Regions from separate parts of the Rattus norvegicus genome. Here all the other regions are linked to region 2. Evidence: chromatin contacts called from public Hi-C data. All regions are on one chromosome and are shown on one strand. Each heading gives the region's core, a stretch centred on a gene start, on an enhancer-like site or on the middle of the called end of the contact. The rest is flanking DNA. Distances are from core to core; before and after follow the strand shown.

The links. A called contact is a pair of places that touch in the nucleus more often than the background predicts.
Region 1: a Hi-C map of the A7r5 cell line shows a contact between it and region 2, with 7 times the contacts expected there. The contact joins the promoter of Rai14 here to the promoter of Amacr in region 2. A contact is called at or near these places in 3 of 12 Hi-C or Micro-C datasets (the A7r5 cell line, Schwann cells and mammary epithelial cells).
Region 3: a Hi-C map of mammary epithelial cells shows a contact between it and region 2, with 3 times the contacts expected there. The contact joins the promoter of Rad1 here to the promoter of Amacr in region 2. A contact is called at or near these places in 6 of 12 Hi-C or Micro-C datasets (the A7r5 cell line, the Rat2 cell line, Schwann cells and 3 more).

What each region holds. Positions count from the first base shown.
Region 1 is chr2:61,407,789-61,410,488 of GRCr8, reverse strand. It overlaps Rai14 (retinoic acid induced 14), which reads left to right and starts at 1,436. Exons shown (of 18, transcript NM_001399209.1): 1 at 1,436-1,503.
Region 2 is chr2:61,671,989-61,674,688 of GRCr8, reverse strand. Amacr (alpha-methylacyl-CoA racemase) reads right to left here and starts at 1,354. Exons shown (of 5, transcript NM_012816.2): 1 at 1,101-1,354. The coding sequence starts at 1,347.
Region 3 is chr2:61,187,424-61,190,123 of GRCr8, reverse strand. Rad1 (RAD1 checkpoint DNA exonuclease) reads right to left here and starts at 1,315. Exons shown (of 6, transcript NM_001106419.1): 1 at 1,071-1,315; 2 at 589-851. The coding sequence starts at 786. Brix1 (biogenesis of ribosomes BRX1) reads left to right here and starts at 1,477. Exons shown (of 10, transcript NM_001029915.1): 1 at 1,477-1,636. The coding sequence starts at 1,481.

The DNA.
Region 1 (2,700 bases), core at 187-2,686, 260 kb after region 2:
AGTAGAAATTGCCAGCACTACACGGAGTACTTGTCAGTTTCTTTTAGTGTGGTTTTTAGTTCCACACCACATGTATAAGAGTGTGCATCTTGCTTTGAATTGGCTCCCCACTCCCACTCCCCCGGGGGAATCTTTTTGATGTATGGTGCTTAGAAAGCAAAGGCTATTGAGCTAAAGATGAAGCTTTTGTTTTCTAGTTGGCAAGTTTGCTTGTGAAAGCTAAGGCAAGGTGTTCTCTTGGGGAAAGGAGCGAAGGAGTGGGATAAAACACACGCGATCTGATGCTAACACACACAAAGATACTGTACACTGGTTGGTGTTAAGGTGACTCTCACTTCTGTTGGAATTGGCTGTTTTTCCTCCTTACTTCCTTCAGTGGACTTACAGTCGATCCTAGCAAAAATCGCTAGAAACCTCTCTGTGCGAAAGACACACCACCAACCAGGAGTCCCGTGGAGCTTTGGTGAGTTAAACTTTCTACGACCTAGCTGGCTAGTGGAACTAAAAAGCCTACTTAAATCAGGGGAATAGTGGAGAGATTTCAAATCCTCAGAATTAATGGAGAAGTCGATTCGGTTCAGAAGTCCGGTCCTGGTGGTCTGGGGGAGGGAAGCTTCACCGGATCTCAGGACTTCCAACTCAAGGCACCCTGCTGAGGGCGCTCCGACTCCCGTCTAGCCTGTCCCTGCAGGCTGCAGATAGTCTCCCAACTCCCGAGCAGAGCACAAGTAAGTTTTGTCTCACCACCTGAGGAGTGTTAAGAAACAGTCGCTCCAACCAACTGGTTCAGCCCAGAAAATGTGAGTACATTCTGGTTTACTTTCTTTTCGTTCACAACGAAAATGGAACCGATTCCTGTTTGGTTCAGAGCGGGCTTTGGGTCAATGACTCTGCTTTTCCCAAGACTACAGATAACTTTGGAAATGGACCAGAAACAATACTTTCTCGGGTCCTTATCCCTACCCCAGCAGTGGAACCCGCATACCGTGGATCCCACTAACTTCAAGTTAAGGTGTGAGACAGACCCACGGAGAAGGATTCCCGCGTTCCACAGAAATCAAAAGCGAGCGTGGACGTCCTGGAGGCGCCGCGAGCCGAGGCGTGGGCGGTCGGGGAGCACCTCCTGCAGGTCCCGGGAGCTGCTCCGGGGCCAGGTCACCTGACTCCGGGAATTTGGGGCCGCGCGGGGTGGGAGTGGCCAGCACCTCCCTCCTTGAGCCCACGGGATCCAGGTCGGGGGCCGGCGCCCGGCGGCCACGTGGTGGTGCTGCCGTTGCCCCCGCCCTGCCGGCGGAGCCCGGGAGCTGAGCGCCCACTGACCCAGCCTCGGGAGGAGGAGGAGAGGGAGGAGGAGGAGAAGGAGGAGGAGGAGGAGGAAGAGGAGGAGGAGGGACCCAGTGCAGGAAGCCGAGCAGGAAGCGAGCCCGGCAGCCGCGCTTTCCTGGGGAAGCGGCGGGCGGGACGGCCAGCCGGGCCCGGAGCTGAGGCAGCCGCTTGGATGGGGTGAGTGACCGCGCGGAGCCGGGAGGCTGGGGTGCGGGCTCTGGGCTCGGTCCCCGCCTTTGTGTCTGGGACTGCGCCGAGCTCCGGGCGCCGGGAGGAGCGCGGGGCTGGAGTTATGGTCTGGACACAGCTTTGGCCGCCCACTGTCCACGGAAGACAGTTGGGGGTTGGGGAGAGGAGGAATGGGAGGATGGTGGGGCTCTGGCAGAAAGAGAGGTCCGACTTAGTTTGGAAAAGGGGCTCGCCTCCTCTGGCGGTCTGGTGCGGGGCAGTGGCGCGGGGCGTCTGCCGAGGGAGCGCGGGTGGGAATGAATGACCGGATTCGGGAGAACGATGTGTCTGCGCCCCCGGGACAGCCTGTCCCACCTGCGTGCCCTGCCCGGGGTCCGGTACCCCAGTCCTTGCTCCCTGGCTCGACCCACCTCTTGGCTGAACTTGGAAAAGCAGAAGACGGAGGTGGGAGCGGGAGACGCCGGGTGGCTCTAGAGACCCACAGTCCGCTATTGTTCCTTTACGGACTCAAGGGAGCGGGTGAGCTGTCCGGAGGACGCAGGCGAGACCGCCCTAAGCTGTCACAGCCCCCTGTCCCCCACCCTCCTTGTTATTTCCCCCCACCACAGCTCTTAGGAGGGCGGGGAGGAGGATGCTGGAGTTGGGGCACACTCCAAGCTGCTGGGCTTCGGTCGCCATCCATCGAGACCCTCTGGGAGGGCAGGCGGGCATCGTTCTTTCAACTCCTGCTGTCTTGGGCCAGTTTGTGTCCCCAGTTTAGGTTCTGCAGTTTCCAGCGGTTTTTCATTTTGGATTTCGCATCTCCTTCGGTGGTGGTGGTGGCAGTGGGGTGTTAAGTCTGGAAAGGCAACAGATGGGGAGATTAAAGCAGATGGAGCCCACTGTGACTTAAAGAGGCAGGGGTGACCTCACAGAGGCCTGGACTTTATATAAAGCCAGGCTTTCTTTTCCAAGGAGCCCGGCACTGCTTTACTGCCGTTACCAAGTATGCAGATGCCAGGCCACTCACTTCTTACCTGCTGTCTCCCTTCACTCTGGACTCACAGGTAATTTGAGTGTTAGCCGCTTTAGGAGGGATAGCGCGGATCTGCCTGGGACTAGCGGATTGCCCATTGTCTTGGGTTTGAGATCTCAAGGTTGTGAAGGCTGCCTTAGACAGGAACTAGTTTGGTCCCTTAGAGGATC
Region 2 (2,700 bases), core at 105-2,604:
TCTCCTATCGCCCCTTTCCCCTGGCAACTTCCCTGGTTCTTGGGACCAGTGAACTCCCCTGCCAGAGAGCAGTTTCCCAATAACCCGGCCTTTAATATAATCTAGTGTGGCTTGAACTGGTTCATTTCACCAGTAGAGAAATTACCTGTCAGTTTTGTTTTTACAGAGAGCATGAATCACAGACAGGAATAATTCCTACTCCAGGGCAAACTAAAGGACAGACACTTCCAAGTAATACTAACATTGTTAGTTGTGATTTTGGTGAAAGTTGTCAGAATTAAGAGTCACTTGGAGAAACTACTTAACCACAGTGACCCATGCTCATTTTCAAATGGAGCATTTTAACATTGCGATTTAATCCTAAACTCACTGTGCTCAGGTATGCTTGTGAGAACTAAGAGAGTTAAATATAAATGTGCCTGGTGACCCTCTCCTGTCCCATTTCATTGTCAAACTTATTGGCTTACAATATTAGTAAGGAGCAGGTCGGGGTGAATGCTCTGAGTTAATACAGGAGGAAATGCCTTCAGACTTGGTTCAGGGTTTGTGACAGTTGGAAGTGCATGTCACCAAGCATGCAAATGCTCAAAAAACGGATTCTGTTAACGACTTGGTCGTTTGTCTACAGAGCATTAAAACAATGTTTTCGTACGGCCCAAAGTAAATGAAGTGATCTTGAAGATGGAGCTTGGGAATACCAGCCATTTAGGGGAAGGGTTAGCCATGGTCTGTCATTGGCTTTAGTGCAGAGGCACATTGCATATCAAAGGGTCAGTGGCTACATTCAATTGAAGTTTTTCAATCTGTCTCTTGCACTAGATTCTCATACGGTTCAATATTCCCCAAATAATTAATAAAGGCAAATCTGAAAGAGTGCTTGGGGGTGGGGTGGGGTGGGGTGGGGGGAGCAAATTAAAAGTCTTAAGAAGGAGTCAGAGAGGGGGTTGGGGATTTAGCTCAGTGGTAGAGTGCTTGCCTAGCAAGCGCAAGGCCCTGGGTTCGGTCCCCAGCTCCGAAAAAAAAAAAAAAAAAAAGGAGTCAGAGAAGCTTGGAGTAACCCGGCAGGAGAGAATGTCATCTTTCAGTGCGGCAGGGCTCACCGCAACGGAAGGGCTCCAGCAACACGTCCGCGCGTGCGCACATGCGCCGCAACACCGCGGCTCCCGGAGACCGCTTCAGGTCCAGCGCCAGCGAGCGCTTGCCTCGGGCCAGGTGACTGGGGTGGTTCACGGAGCCCAGTCTGTCCACGAGCACCACCTCGGCGCCGAAGTCCGCCAGGATCATCCCGCAGAACGGCCCTGGGGCCAGGCCTGCCAGCTCCAGAACCCTGACGCCACGCAGCGCCATGGCCAACCCTACGGTGACATCTGAGCGGCCCGGCGCGGGACCGCAGTTTATTGTACACACCCCGCCGCCCGCCCTCTGCCCGCCCTCTGTCCATCCTCCACCCACTCTCCTCCCCACACCGCCGCCCCCTTCATGCGCCTGCGCACCACCTCCCCGGAGGCTGCGCACTTGCTCACTTCCTGCCCACCCTAGGTTTAGCTGCTGACCTTTGGTCTCCGGTTTAGGTCGTGAATTGCATCCTGGACCTTGACAACCCCGTGTTGTGCGGGTCCTCTTCTGACACTCTCACTGCGCGGCCTGAATCCTTACTCTCACCCCGCACTACGTGACTAAAGGTACCCAAGCACCTCACTACTTAGACCAAAGTAAGGAGGCAAGGACGTTTGCTGAGCTGTGGTAGTCCACTGGGTGTCTCCCTCGCAGCCCTGAAAACTAGTTTCCACCCTGCAACACTTTGAAACCTGTCCTAGATCCCCTTCGTTTTAAGAGAAAGGGCCAAGGGTGTGTAGATCAGTTGCTAAGTTCGTGCATGGAGGCCAGCAGCACTTAAAACACCGGTGGTATGCACGCGTATAATCCCAGCATTTAGAAGAGTCTGAAATATCAGAATATTAATCTTGGGTTAAATGAGAGAACTTTAGAAACTAATTTGGTTTGTCAGCTGTCAGTTTTATGGACAATTACAATTTTTGAGTTAGAAACCTTTTTCAGCCTTTAAAGTACAACAAAATAATCACAAATACCCATCCACATTTACAGGTCTTTTTTTCTTTAACTTCTCAGTAATGGGTGGAGCTTGTGTATAGGTGGCCAGACGCAGTTTTTAAAAGCTCTAGGAAACTGAACAGAGGTAGGTGTGAATGCTAGGAATCTCCCGCACCAACTATTAACAAGTGGGGCAGATAATAAAAGCAAAGGCGGAATGCTACATAGTTGTAGCCAAAACACTTTTAACCAGCTACTGAGTTTTAAGACACTTCAGGGTCAAGCGGTCTGTGTGCTCTCTCTGAATGAGGTGCCTCCTGCTAGAGGTAGACAACTTCCACGTGGTCCCTAATGCTCTCTGAGTGTCCGATGCTTCTCAAGTGGCTACCCTTGCTCAAGCCTCATTCTATCCAATTCTTAGGAAAAAGAAAATGGCACGGAATGGTACGGCTGACTTCCACATAGAGACATTAACATTTTATCAGTTGCTTCCTTTCTATTTTTCTGAAACAAAACAAAACAAAACAATGGGACAGATGTGATTTGAGCTTACATACAGGATCATAGTCACAGGACTCACAGGTCCTAGCCAGCATCATGCTTTACAAACCGTCTCAGAGCACCGAGTTACCCAGAGGCCCAGACAAA
Region 3 (2,700 bases), core at 66-2,565, 480 kb after region 2:
TTGATACTATACTCAAGCGTTCAAAAACATGAATTGAACATTGAGCTCCGACCTGACTCATACAAATACTACATAAGAATAGATTATAGCTGTGGGTGATGGTGGGGCTTTGATGCCAGTACTTCAATACAAGGCAGAAGCAGGCTGATCTCCAAGAACTTGAAGTCGATCTAGTCTACAAAAGCAAGTTCCAGGTAACCAGGGCCATATGTTAGACTGCCTCGGGGGGAAAAATGCTATTACAGCCAGTAAGAGGAAAAACTAAAACATGCATTTCAATAATTATATTGTAAAGAGTAAACATTCTCGGTTGTTATCCTAACTAAATAAGACTATTGAAAATTAAGTCTGGTGCCACTTATGTCAAATAGGAAAGATAAAGTGTCTATAAAAGGTAAATGGTGATGAGTGTCTCATTAATAAACTGTCACTAGTAATCGTTCATCTGTGTGAGACAAGATGGGGAAAGTATTTGTTGGCAGGAAAGAAAAAAGTAGGCATTTTGTTCTCTAACTTGAGTTTTATGGAATAAGTCCTTCAAGTTAAACTCGTTAGGGAATGCTTAAAAATGTCTCCACTCCCCCATACCTGAATAAAGGCATTGGCTTGCACACACTTTGCATTTTCCACGGTAACCTTGATTCCATTTTTAGTAGCAAAACACGTGGCGTGTTCTTTGAAGTGAATGGCTTTCAAGACAGTGGAGAGATTCCTAACGTTGTCAAGGCTGGCCACTAAGCAGTACTGTTCGTACTCATCCTCATTGTACTGGGTTAGGAGAGGCATGGGTGGACCACTGTACGTTCAGCTCAGAGAGAAGGATGCTCCTCTTCCGGAAGATCTCCGAAAACCTGAGACACGGAACAACAAACCCCGCGATCAGTGCTAACAGGACTGGCGATCTCAACCCGAGCCGAAATCGGGAACATTCTATCTCCATGTCTCAAAACTACGGTTTCCTTGTCTGATACAGCCGGAAAATGCAATTCACTGGGTAGTTCTAATTGGCGCGGGTTCCTACAGGGTAACAAGAGCACGAGGCCTGCTTAGCCCCTCTGAGCGCCACCAACCTTAGCCCGCCACAGACACCTTAGACCGCGGCGCCGACCGTCACCCAGCTCACCAGCCCGCTCGCCGCACAGCGGCCACTAAGGGGAGCCCCGGGCGCCAGGCCCCTGCCTTTGAGGTGACGTCCGATCCCGTAAAGCCCTTGTCAGCCTAGCCCCAAGAAGAACACCCTGAGAATCCAGAAGCCAGCAAGCCTGGCAAACAGCTCCCGCCACTGTTCAGACCCGCAGCCAACCAGGCCACCGTCACCACCGAGCCGCCGGGTGCCTAGATAGTCTACCACAAGACCGGAAGAAAGCGTCTGAGAGCTGGATGACTAACTCAGGGCTCAGCGTGCACTACCATAGAGATCGGAAGAAGGAGCGAGCGGCGGAACCGGAAGTGTGGACAGCAACTAACGCGGCGAGGCAGGATGGCGGCGACTAAGAGAAAGCGGCGTGGGGACCTGGAGGTTCAAGCAAAGAAGCCAAAAAAGAACCGGAAAGATGCCGGGCAGCCAGCTAAGCAGGCCGATGTGGCAAAAGAGGCGGAGGAAGAAAAAGATCGTATTCCAGGTCCTGTTTGCAAGGTAAGAGGCCCGACTCCTGGAGTTGGAGTCGGCTTCCTGACCCGCCTTTGAGCTACCGAAGTGACTTCAACCAAAACTTGACTGGATTATGAGCTTAAGGTTCCCTTGACTGGACAGGACAGTGTTATGTCTAGTTTTCGTGCAGATGGCCGTATTCCTGGAAACCGCTGTTCGTAGACCCTTAGCCAACTAACAGGGAGGTAATTTAATGAGTATTTAGTTCTAATATTCTGCCTTCCGGTTACTGGTCCCCCGCCTCCCCAGAGTAATGTTTTTTCTTTTTCTTTTTTTCCTCAAAGTCTTTATGGTGTATCAATAAATTCCTTCCATCTTGGTCCATATCACACGGGGTTACCAAAGTTTGTTTGCCAAGCCTTTAAAGTTACTGTCCCTGTGAGTCCAACTTGTTTGGTTAGATCTTTAATTCAAAGGATAATAGTATTTTTTTTTTTTTTTTCGGAGCTGGGGACTGAACCCAGGGCCTTGCGCTTGCTAGGCAAGCTCTCTACCACTGAGCTAAATCCTCAACCCCGGGATAATAATATTATCAATAATAATAAACTTAGACCATTAATTTTACTGTGCTCAACAGTGCGTCACACTTATACCAAGATGAGCTTTCCTGGCCTTGGCATCTAGGAGACGATGAACAAGATTTCTTTCCTCCAGAAATACTGGAGTTTAGCAGGAAAGAAGGCTTCATAGAAAACTGGGTTTATTCTAAAGGCGAGCAGGTTCTTGTTAGAGTTACTTTCCGTCACCTGAAAACTCCTTAAGCAAGGTATATTTATGGAGGAAATCTTGCCTCAGACTTTTCTGACCTTTGTGCTTAGTGTAGTACTCTAGTACTAAGTAAAAAGTAAATGTGAAAGGCCAGTGTATATTGTACCCCAGTTTTAATTAACAGCTAAATCTCATACCCTTGTCTGAAAGGATAAAAGTGACTTTTTCGAAAAATAAGCTGGACTCATAAGGTTTTCAATAAAAGTCAGTGCTCTCTTTTAGGAGTCAGACAGAAACATGTTGGGAACTGTAATCTGAGTCACACTATGATACATTAATTG